2 separate regions of the Canis lupus genome follow, and region 2 is linked to region 1. Evidence: chromatin contacts called from public Hi-C data. All regions are on one chromosome and are shown on one strand. The core of a region is the stretch at or near the end of the contact, and the rest is flanking DNA. Distances in the headings are between cores, read along the strand shown.

Region 1 (4,568 bases), core at 166-2,665:
ATCTAGCCAATCAGTACTACTGTCCATTTTCGCTCCGTCAACTGTGCTTCCATCTTCATCCTGCTGTCATCTGATTCTTTTTTTTTTTAAATTTAATTTTATTTTATTTATTTATGATAGTCGGAGAGAGAGAGAGAGAGAGAGGCAGAGACACAGGCAGAGGGAGAAGCAGGCTCCATGCACCAGGAGCCCGACGTGGGATTCGATCCCGGGTCTCCAGGATCGCGCCCTGGGCCAAAGGCAGGCGCCAAACCGCTGCGCCACCCAGGGATCCCCATCTCACTGATTCTTGCAATGAGCCTGAAGAGCTGCCGAGAACCCCTAAGATCCCCGGTGATGTCTGCCGGGGATCCCGGATGCTGTGAGGCACCAGTCTGAGGCCTCGGGGCTATACCTGGGGAAGAGACCCCTAGGGCCTCCCTGGGCTCCCCTAGGAGACAATCCCAGGAGGCTGCCTGAGGCTGTGTAGGGAAGGAGTCCCCAAGGATCCACCGAAACTTTATCAGCACATCTCTGAAGGTTCCCTGAGCTCATGTAAGGACAGGATCCGGGACAGTTCATCAGGCTGTGCAGCAAAGGAGCCCTGAAACCCTCCTGAGGCCGTGTCACCTGCGGGTCACCGAGGATCCACGGAGAAGATTCCTGGGGTTTCTATGGTGACACGAGGGGATCCCTGGAGAGTCCCCGTTGGCTTCCCTCCAACAAACATTTACAGAGGCGGAAGACCTAGGGCTGAGCCAGCAGCGTCTCCCAAGCCGCGTGCGGGGTCAGATACAACCCAAACAGGCCAAGGCTCAGGGGGAGCACAAGCAGCTGTGGAAAGGGCGCGAGCTCAGGTCCGGGAGGGGCGGCCCGTGCTGGGCGCGGCTGCACACGCAGCCCCTCGAGCGGCAGGTGGGCGGCAGGTGAGAACTGGCCCAGGCGTGTCTCGGGCTCCCAAGGTCACAGCGCACCGCAGGCCTGTCGCCCGCAGAGGTGCCAGCCCCGACGTCCCGGCCCCGGCTCTGCGGCCGACACCGAGGGCAAGCCACCCACGTAACTCGCATGTTCCGGGCGCTACGTTAAACTGGAAAAAAGAAAAAAAAAAAAAAAAGGAAACAAAAAAGAAGAAACGTGAAGATAAGTTCAGCGGCGTATTTTTCTGAGCCCGACACACCCCGTTATTTCACCACGTCCCCCGCACAGGCTAATTCCGTCCTCCCCGCCGCCCCCGCCCCCCCGCGGGGTCCCCCCGCCCGCCGCCGGGCCCGGCAGCAGAGCACAGAGCCGGCCTCGGGGCCCGGTGAGCCGCCCTGACACGGGTCCCCGCCCCGCAGGCCGCAGCCACCTCACTTCCTCCTCGCCGTCGTCGCGCCTTAATGCCGTCAGCGCCCGCGCCGTGCGTCAGGCGAGCGCCTGGGCGCAGGCGGGACTTCCGGGCGCGGCAGCACAACTTCCGCAGGGAGGCGGAAGAGCCTCTCGGCTCCAGGCTCCGGCGTCCCGGGACGGCGGACGGGCCCCCGCCGGGGTACAGGAAGGGGCCGCCGAGGCCGACCGTTCGCTCTCGGGGTGTCGGGACCGCGGGTCTGAGGGATGAGGAGGGGCCATGGCCAGCGACGGGGCCAGAAAGCAGTTCTGGAAGCGCAGCAACAGCAAAGTCCCGGGCAGGTGGGTGTGACGGGGAGGCCGGGTCGGGGTCAGGGGTCGGAGGTCAAATGGGCGCGTAGGCCCGCCGGGCAGTGGGGTGGAGTTGGGGGCCTGGGGCAGGGCGACCTGCGCTGTGGGGGCGCCGCTGGCGACCTGAGGGGCGTGGGGGGACCTGGGGGGGTGTCAAGCGCTGGGTCTGCGAGGTGACCGTGGCCGCAGGGAGCATGGGGGGGGAGGGGAGGGGGGAGGGGAGGGGAGGGAGAGGGAAGGAGGGAGAAGGGGGAGGGGAGGGAGGGGAGGAGGGGGAGGGGCAGTCAATTGGCCTCCTGCTCTGTCCTGCCCACCTAGGGCTACTTTTGCCTTTATTGAGAATTTGTTCAAGCCGATTCCTGACTCCCTGTGAATCTCTTCGTATCCCACTTTTCTGGCCTCAAAACCAGCTCCTTCCTCCAGGCAGCAGCGGGAGGCAAACTAAGAAAAAAACAAATTAAACAAGAAATGAAGTGCTTGCAACGACAGCTCCGGGGTCCTGGTTGGCGTGTCCCTGTGCCCTGGCCGGGGCCTCGGGAATGTGAAGACAGTAGTGGACCGTGCCTAGGAGATCAGCTGCTGGTGGAAGCAGATTAGAGAGAAACCAGTGTCAGGATTTCTTTCTTTCTTTTTTTAAAGATTTTATTTATTTATTCATGAGAGACACACACACAGAGGCAGAGACACAGGCAGAGGGAGAAGCAGGCTCTATGCAGGGAGCCCGACGCGGGACTCGGTCCTGGGACCCCGGGGTCACAGCCTGAGCCACCCAGGTGTCCCAGATTTCAAGATTTTACAACGCGGACTATTCTGTTTGGAAGCTGATGTCTGACATGCTGATAATTAGGAATTGTGGTATTAAAACCACTCCACGTGGAATCATATCCAAGCACAGCTTATTTGTAAGTGCTGCATAATTAACACCGTCAGTTGAGTGAAAGAATGGCAAACTTTGGAATTCACTGTGTTCGGCCAGAAAGGTTTAATTTTCAGAGTGGTTCCTCACCGCTCAGACATGGTGACTTGGGACAGGATCACCAGAGGCAGCCAGAGGTCCCGTTTTACTCCACAGCATCGTGTGTGACTGAAGAATAAGAGAGCTTTCATCGCAACCAAAGTCAGGGTCCAAGGTGATGTGAGGATTCCAGAATGGTAGGGAATAGGGGGTCCCAGTGGTTGCAGATGCAGATGCCCCAGAACGTAGACTCCAGGGAAAACTAACCACATGGCAGTGGAGCTTTTGTGTGTTGCTTTTAGGTCCTGGTTCTTGCTCAGTCTAAATAAACCCCAACTCTTAAGCACCAGCTGAGCTGTAAGAATAGTGGAGCTGCGGTATGTAATTACGATGGCGAATAAACATTTGGACTGAGGACTGTATCTGTTGGTAATTTGTCCTTGTATTGGGTTCAGTAGCGTCCCCCCCCCCCCCACTCCCCTTCCACCCCCGCACCTGATTCATTTTGTAACCTGTGGATGTGACCTTATTGGGAAATAGCATCTTTGCATATGTAATCAAGTTAGAATGAGGTTATACTGGAAAGTCATACCTAGGCTCATAGAATGAGCCTTAGTCCAGTGATTGGTATCTTTAGAAGGACAGGGAGATTTGGACACAGGCACAGAGAAGATGGTAGGTGAAGACGGAGACAGAGGTTGTGGCCATGTGTGTGCAAGCCCAGGAATGCCAAGGATTCCAGGCAATCAGTAGAAGCTAGAAGAGGAAGGAGGGATCCTGTGAAGGCCCTGCCAACACTGTGATTTTGGACTTCCGAGCCTGAAGAGCTGCGAGAGGATCAATTTCTCTTGTGTTACGACAGCCCTGGGACGCTACTGTGGTCCTCAGCTTTCCTCTGTGAGGTTCTGTGTCACCAAAGACAGACCTTTGTGGCCCTCTGATTTCAACGCTGCGCGTGTCTTAGGCATTTTTGAGAGCAGCTCCCTTGTCGGAGTTATGGAGTTGGAGTGGAGTCTTGGAGAACTGCCGGAGGCTGTCATTGCAGAGGGCGGGGCACAGAGGTGAGGGCAGGCCCATTAGAAAGGCCTGCCCAGCCCCCTGTGCCCCTCGCCTGCCACGGCCTTGCTCTGGCGATGCTTCTGTTTCGGGCACCAGGAGTTGGCGGAGGTATGCCCTTTTGCCAGTGAGTAGCTCACTGTCATATGTGATCACCTGCCACGTGCTTAGTCCTTACCTGCGCGAGCACTATGCTGTCAGAGGTCGTGGCCGGATTCCTGCATCTCTGCCAGCCCTTTCAGTGGTTCCCAGGATTGTCTGACTCCTTGAGCGTGGACATTAGCTTAGGGAAATGCAGAGGAGGAAGGATGGATTTAACCACAGACTACTGAACTGTTAAGAGGTTATTATTATTTTTTAAACTTTATTTATTCATGAGAGACAGAGAGAGAGAGGCAGAGACACAGGCAGAGGGAGAAGCAGGCTCCATGCAGGGAGCCAGACGTGGGACTTGATCCTGGATCTCCAGGATCACGCCCTGGGCTGAAGGCAGCTCTAAACCGCTGAGACCCCCGGGCTACCCTAAGGGGTTATTTATATAGCACAGTCTTTCACAATTTTGATAATCATTCTGTCATTGCCCATCAGTAAGACAGTTATAGCTGGTACTCAGGGAGAGTATTTGCCATCATTGATTGGTATCTCCCAAACTTTCTGTTGGCCAGGCACAATTCTTGGTCCCTACAGTGCTGCATCTCGCTAGTGTTTTAGCGTCACAAAGCAATGTGCTGTCTGAGGTCGGCTGTGGTGAAGGCCTTGCTTGTTTCGCCTGAAATGCCCTGTGGAGAAGCACAGTAAGGCACTGCCCAATTCTTGAGCCACATCTCCCATCCCCCCTTGCTTTGAACTTTGCCCTCAGTGGTGCCGACGGGCTTGCAGGTTCCTTGATGTCCATGCTGCG
Region 2 (4,560 bases), core at 1,216-3,715, 330 kb before region 1:
CACGTTACTCACATTTTATTCTTTTTTAAGTCCTCTCCACACCCGGGGCAGGGGGCTGCTGGAACTCACGACCCCGAGACCAAGAATCACTCGCTCTTCTTACTGAGCCCACCAGGCAGCCCACATGTTGACGGAAATGACGGTAGGCAGGCTGCATTCTCCCAGGGATGCAGTGGGGAGTAAAGCTCCCGCACCCCCCCTGCCTTCTGGGGGCTTGACAGTTTGGTGAGGGAGGGACATCAAACCTTAGCTAATATATGACCATCCAGTGGGGCGCTGGCCACATCTCATCCAAACTGGGGATGAGCTGGGCCTGCTCCCTGGCTCTCCTCCTCCAAGGCCTAACCCCTCCCTCAGGCTGCCCCTGGAGCGGTCAAACTCTTCTTGCAATTCAAGCTGCTCCTTGCTGTGCCCAGGCAGGACAGAAGTAGTAAGATTTTAATTCTCAAACAAGTGGGAGATACTCCCCCCGCCCCCCCACCCCAAGAGCACGTGTTGGATAAGGCAGCATTTCCCACCCTATGTGCATCATCCTTTTTCCTTTCTGGCTTCGTCCTCCTGACTTGCTGAAGCTGCTTATTCTGGCAAAATGTTCCCCAAGCTCTCTTCCTCTTTCGGCTTCTGGGCCCCAAGTGCACCACTCACCACTGAAGAGTGCAGTGTGTGGCCCTGGAGACAGGTGCTCTCGGCACAGTAGTGTGAGATGCCTTGGCTGCCACTAGAGGGCCACCCTCCAGTGTTTCATTAATTTCCTGGTGCATATCTCTGAAATCTACATACCTCACATCCTTGTTGGCAGATGGCACTTGGGACATCATTGGTCTTCCCATTGCTTAAACCATCCCACACTCAGTCCTCTAGACTGAACCAGAATGTCCAATGGCCTTAGCTTGGCCACTGCCACAGACTCAACCACACGTTCACCCCAAAATTTGCCAAAGGCCAGGCGGCCAGATACTGCATCTACTCCTCTCTTCTCGGAAGTGTGAGATGAAATAGATACTCTCATTGGAGGTTTTGTTGGATAATTCTTATTCTTCAGAAAAAGCAGTCATTCTTCTGTTTCCTGATGGGGCCCTGTGACCCTCCCTTCTGTCAGGGAGCTCACCCTGTGTCTGCTCTTGCACCAATGGCCATGACTCTCAGCAGGCAGGTCCTGCTTCTCTTCTAGAAACGGAGACTTGGGGCCTTCCTCATTTCTCTCCAGACCCTTAAAGTATCCCTGTCCTCAGGAAAACAGCTTGCCTTAATAATTATCCATGTTTAAACATCTGATCCACTGTCAGTCTAAGAAACTGTTAAGAAACTAGCACAATTTTAACCTGAAGCTTTGTGTGTGTGTGTGTGTGTGTGTGTTACTGGCCTGATTCCCATGTATTCGCATTTGCTGTGGCATCTCCTCCTTCACACTTTCAAGCCATGGTTCAGACTCTACATGAAATCAATTTAGTGGACTGCACTAGCAGTTCTTAAAAATGAAATAGAACCCCAAAAAAAGAACCAAATGGGAAATTATAATAGAGTCCATGGCACATGGCAAAGATAAAAACTGATCACAGAAGGCTTCTTTTAATGCTTTCTATGTGTAGGTTGGTGCATCCTGCGGGCCACCCTGTAAAAAATGTGACACTGGCTCTGAAAAGAAGAAAGTTGAGAGCTGCTGATTTCAAGGATGCCTGATTTTGCTTGTGCGGACCAAAGCCCCTGGTGTGCACCCAGATCTCAGTCCCTTGGGCGCTGGGGCCCTCCGGATCTGAGCGGTGCCTTAGCGCTGGGCTCTGACCACCCCTTCATTCCGCCAGCCCCCCCGCCGTCCCGTCCCCGGCCTCGAACCGGCCCCGCTCCGTCCAGGTTTTCCATCTGGGCCTCCTACAATCCCCTCTCCTCCCCAGTGAATAGGTCCGGGTTCTGCTGTCTCCCCCTCCCCCAAATGCGCGCTCATTCAGATGCATCTGCAGGTGGATGACGGCCCAAGGCACCTGACCCGCTGGAGCTGACCTGGAAGGCCACTTCCCCCCGGGAATATTCCGCAGGACGAGGACAACGGCTGCACAGTCTACCTGCAAATGCACCCGTCCCCCAAGGGCTGCACACCAGGCTCCCAGCTCGTCCTCTGCACAGGGCAGCCATGAAAAACCTTCCTAAACTTAGATGCGGTCACTTCGCTGTCCCGCCTAAAGGTCCCCCTTCCTAGAACCCAGCTCCCCGCCACACCCCCAGACGACCTCCGCGCCCTCGCCCGCGGCCAGCGCGTCTGCCGGGAGCCCCGGAAGCGGATGCCGGCCCCGCCCCCGGCCGCGGGCGCGCGCAGCCGCAGCAGCGAGCCCGAGCAGGGGTGCGCGCGCAGGACGCGTGGGCGGGGCCTCGGGAGCGGAAGCCCGGGAGGAGGGGAGGGCCGTGCGCGAACGCACGTTTCCGGCCGGGCAGCGTCTGCGTCGGCGTCGCCGCGGCGGCGGGGGCGGGACTTCCGGTGCGGCGCGGAAGCGGCAGCTGAGGTTGCGGGAGGTCAGCGGCGAGCGGATGCAGGCGGCGCGGCACGTCGTGTGCGCCCTGTCCGGGGGGGTGGACAGCGCAGTGGCCGCGCTGCTGCTGAGGCGGAGAGGTGAGCGGCCCCTCCTCGGGGCCTGCGGCCGCGCCCGGCTCCCCGGGCAGTGCGGGGGGGCGGTCCTGGTCCTGCCGGGCCCCGCGGCGAGACGCGCCCGGAATGTCCGCGCGCTGCCTTCCCCCGAGCCCCGGCGCCCTGCACACAGGGCTGAAGGCAGCGCGAAACCACTGAGCCACCCAGGGATCCCAGGCTTTATGCATTCATGAGAGACAGAGAGAGGGAGAGGCAGGGACACAGGCAGGGACACAGGCAGAGGGAGAAGCAGGCTCCACGCAGGGAGCCCGAGGCAGGGCTCGATCCCGGGTCCCCAGGATCACGCTGGGCTGAGGGCGGCGCCACACCGCTGCGCCGTCGGGGCTGCCCAGAAGAGTGGATTTTTAAAGCCACATGTGGGGTTCTCTCTCCTACAAGCACTGGTTTAGCTCCCGTTCCGTGCAGGGCACTGGGACAGAGGGTTTAACTCCTGAATCTCTGGGCTTTGGAGTACTGACTTAAAACCTCTTAGTCAAATATCTTGGCTTTTGTTGCATTGAGGCTACACGTGAAGAAACATTAAACAACATTTCTCCTGGGGATCCCTGGGTGGCGCAGCGGTTTGGTGCCTGCCTTTGGCCCAGGGCGCGATCCTGGAGACCCGGGATCGAGTCCCACGTCGGGCTCCCGATGCATGGAGCCTGCTTCTCCCTCTGCCTGTGTCTCTGCCTCTCTCTCTCTCTCTCTCTGTCTATCATGAATAAATAAATAGATAAAATCTTAAAAAAAAAAAAAAAGAAACATTTCTCCTGCAGGGTAGGCACCTGAGTAGTCCTCTAAGATGATGCAAAGTTAAGAGCTGGTCCTGCTGGTAGTTGGTTGGCTACTTTGTTAGAAGAGGGAAAAGGTGCCTGTATGGCTCAATCTATCAGGGATCTGGCTTCAGCATAGGCCATGTTCCCGGGGTCCTGGGACTGAGCCCCACATCGGGCTCCCTCCTCAGCAGGGGGAGTCCGCTTCTCTCTTTCCCCTCGCTTGTGCGTGTACTCGCTCTCTCTCAAATAAGCAAACTCTTTTTTTAAAAAAGAGGAAAAAAATAGATCAAGAGATACATAGTATTGCTTTTGTAATAAAATAGTCCAGATTTTAATTGTCTTCTTGTGTGATGACTTAAAAGTCTATGTTGTAGATGATGACTGGCAACAACTTTTGAAATTCGTTTACTTTTCCCATAACTGAATGGTGGTTTTTGTTTGCTTTGAAAAGTGTTGACTTCCTGGTCTTCTGTCAGCACTCCTTTGCGGAGCCTCTCCTGTGTGCTAGGCGTTGTGCAGACACGGGGCAGGGACACAAAGATGAAAACACGCCTTCTAGCTCACCTGGGGGACGCGGGCAAACAGTTGCCGTCCGGCAGCGCACCATGATGACGGAGGTGTTTACAGAGCGTTGTGGGAGCTTAGGGAGGGAGCCTCTGGGCCCATCGGCCGGCCCCCAAGTCCGGCGGCTGGCACGGAGATGGGAGTCACTCCAAAGGCCGCATAGCAATGCAGGCACTGCCGGGAGAACCCACGGGTGGTGGTGCCGAGTGGGGTGTGTCTGGGAGCTCCTGGGAGCTCAGGAACTCCTGCCTTTTCATCCTGGGCTGATTATGGACTCTGATTGGTGCCTGCTGTCTCCCCCAGGCTACCAAGTGACAGGGGTATTCATGAAGAACTGGGACTCGCTGGATGAACACGGAGTTTGCACTGCTGACAGAGACTGTGAAGATGCCTACAGGGTCTGCCAGATTCTAGACATCCCGTTCCATCAGGTGTCCTATGTGAAGGAGTACTGGAATGACGTGTTCAGGTGGGTCCCGTTCAGAGGCGCAGAAGGCTTCCTGGTGGCCTGTGCCGCTTTTCCAAGGGAGGGACTGCCATGGCGGCCAGGCAAGTGACATGCAGCCCAGGCTGTTGGCCGTGGTGCCAGAGACCGTGTATGGG

What was found. A called contact is a pair of places that touch in the nucleus more often than the background predicts.
Region 2: a Hi-C map of blood shows a contact between it and region 1, with 2.5 times the contacts expected there. The contact joins the promoter of TRMU here to the promoter of TBC1D22A in region 1. A contact is called at or near these places in 2 of 9 Hi-C or Micro-C datasets (both in blood).

The regions. Positions count from the first base shown.
Region 1 is chr10:20,476,690-20,481,257 of UU_Cfam_GSD_1.0, reverse strand. It overlaps TBC1D22A (TBC1 domain family member 22A), which reads left to right and starts at 1,415. Exons shown (of 12, transcript XM_038550205.1): 1 at 1,415-1,647. The coding sequence starts at 1,586.
Region 2 is chr10:20,806,190-20,810,749 of UU_Cfam_GSD_1.0, reverse strand. It overlaps TRMU (mitochondrial tRNA-specific 2-thiouridylase 1), which reads left to right and starts at 2,465. Exons shown (of 11, transcript XM_038550206.1): 1 at 2,465-2,602; 2 at 4,261-4,426. The coding sequence starts at 2,521.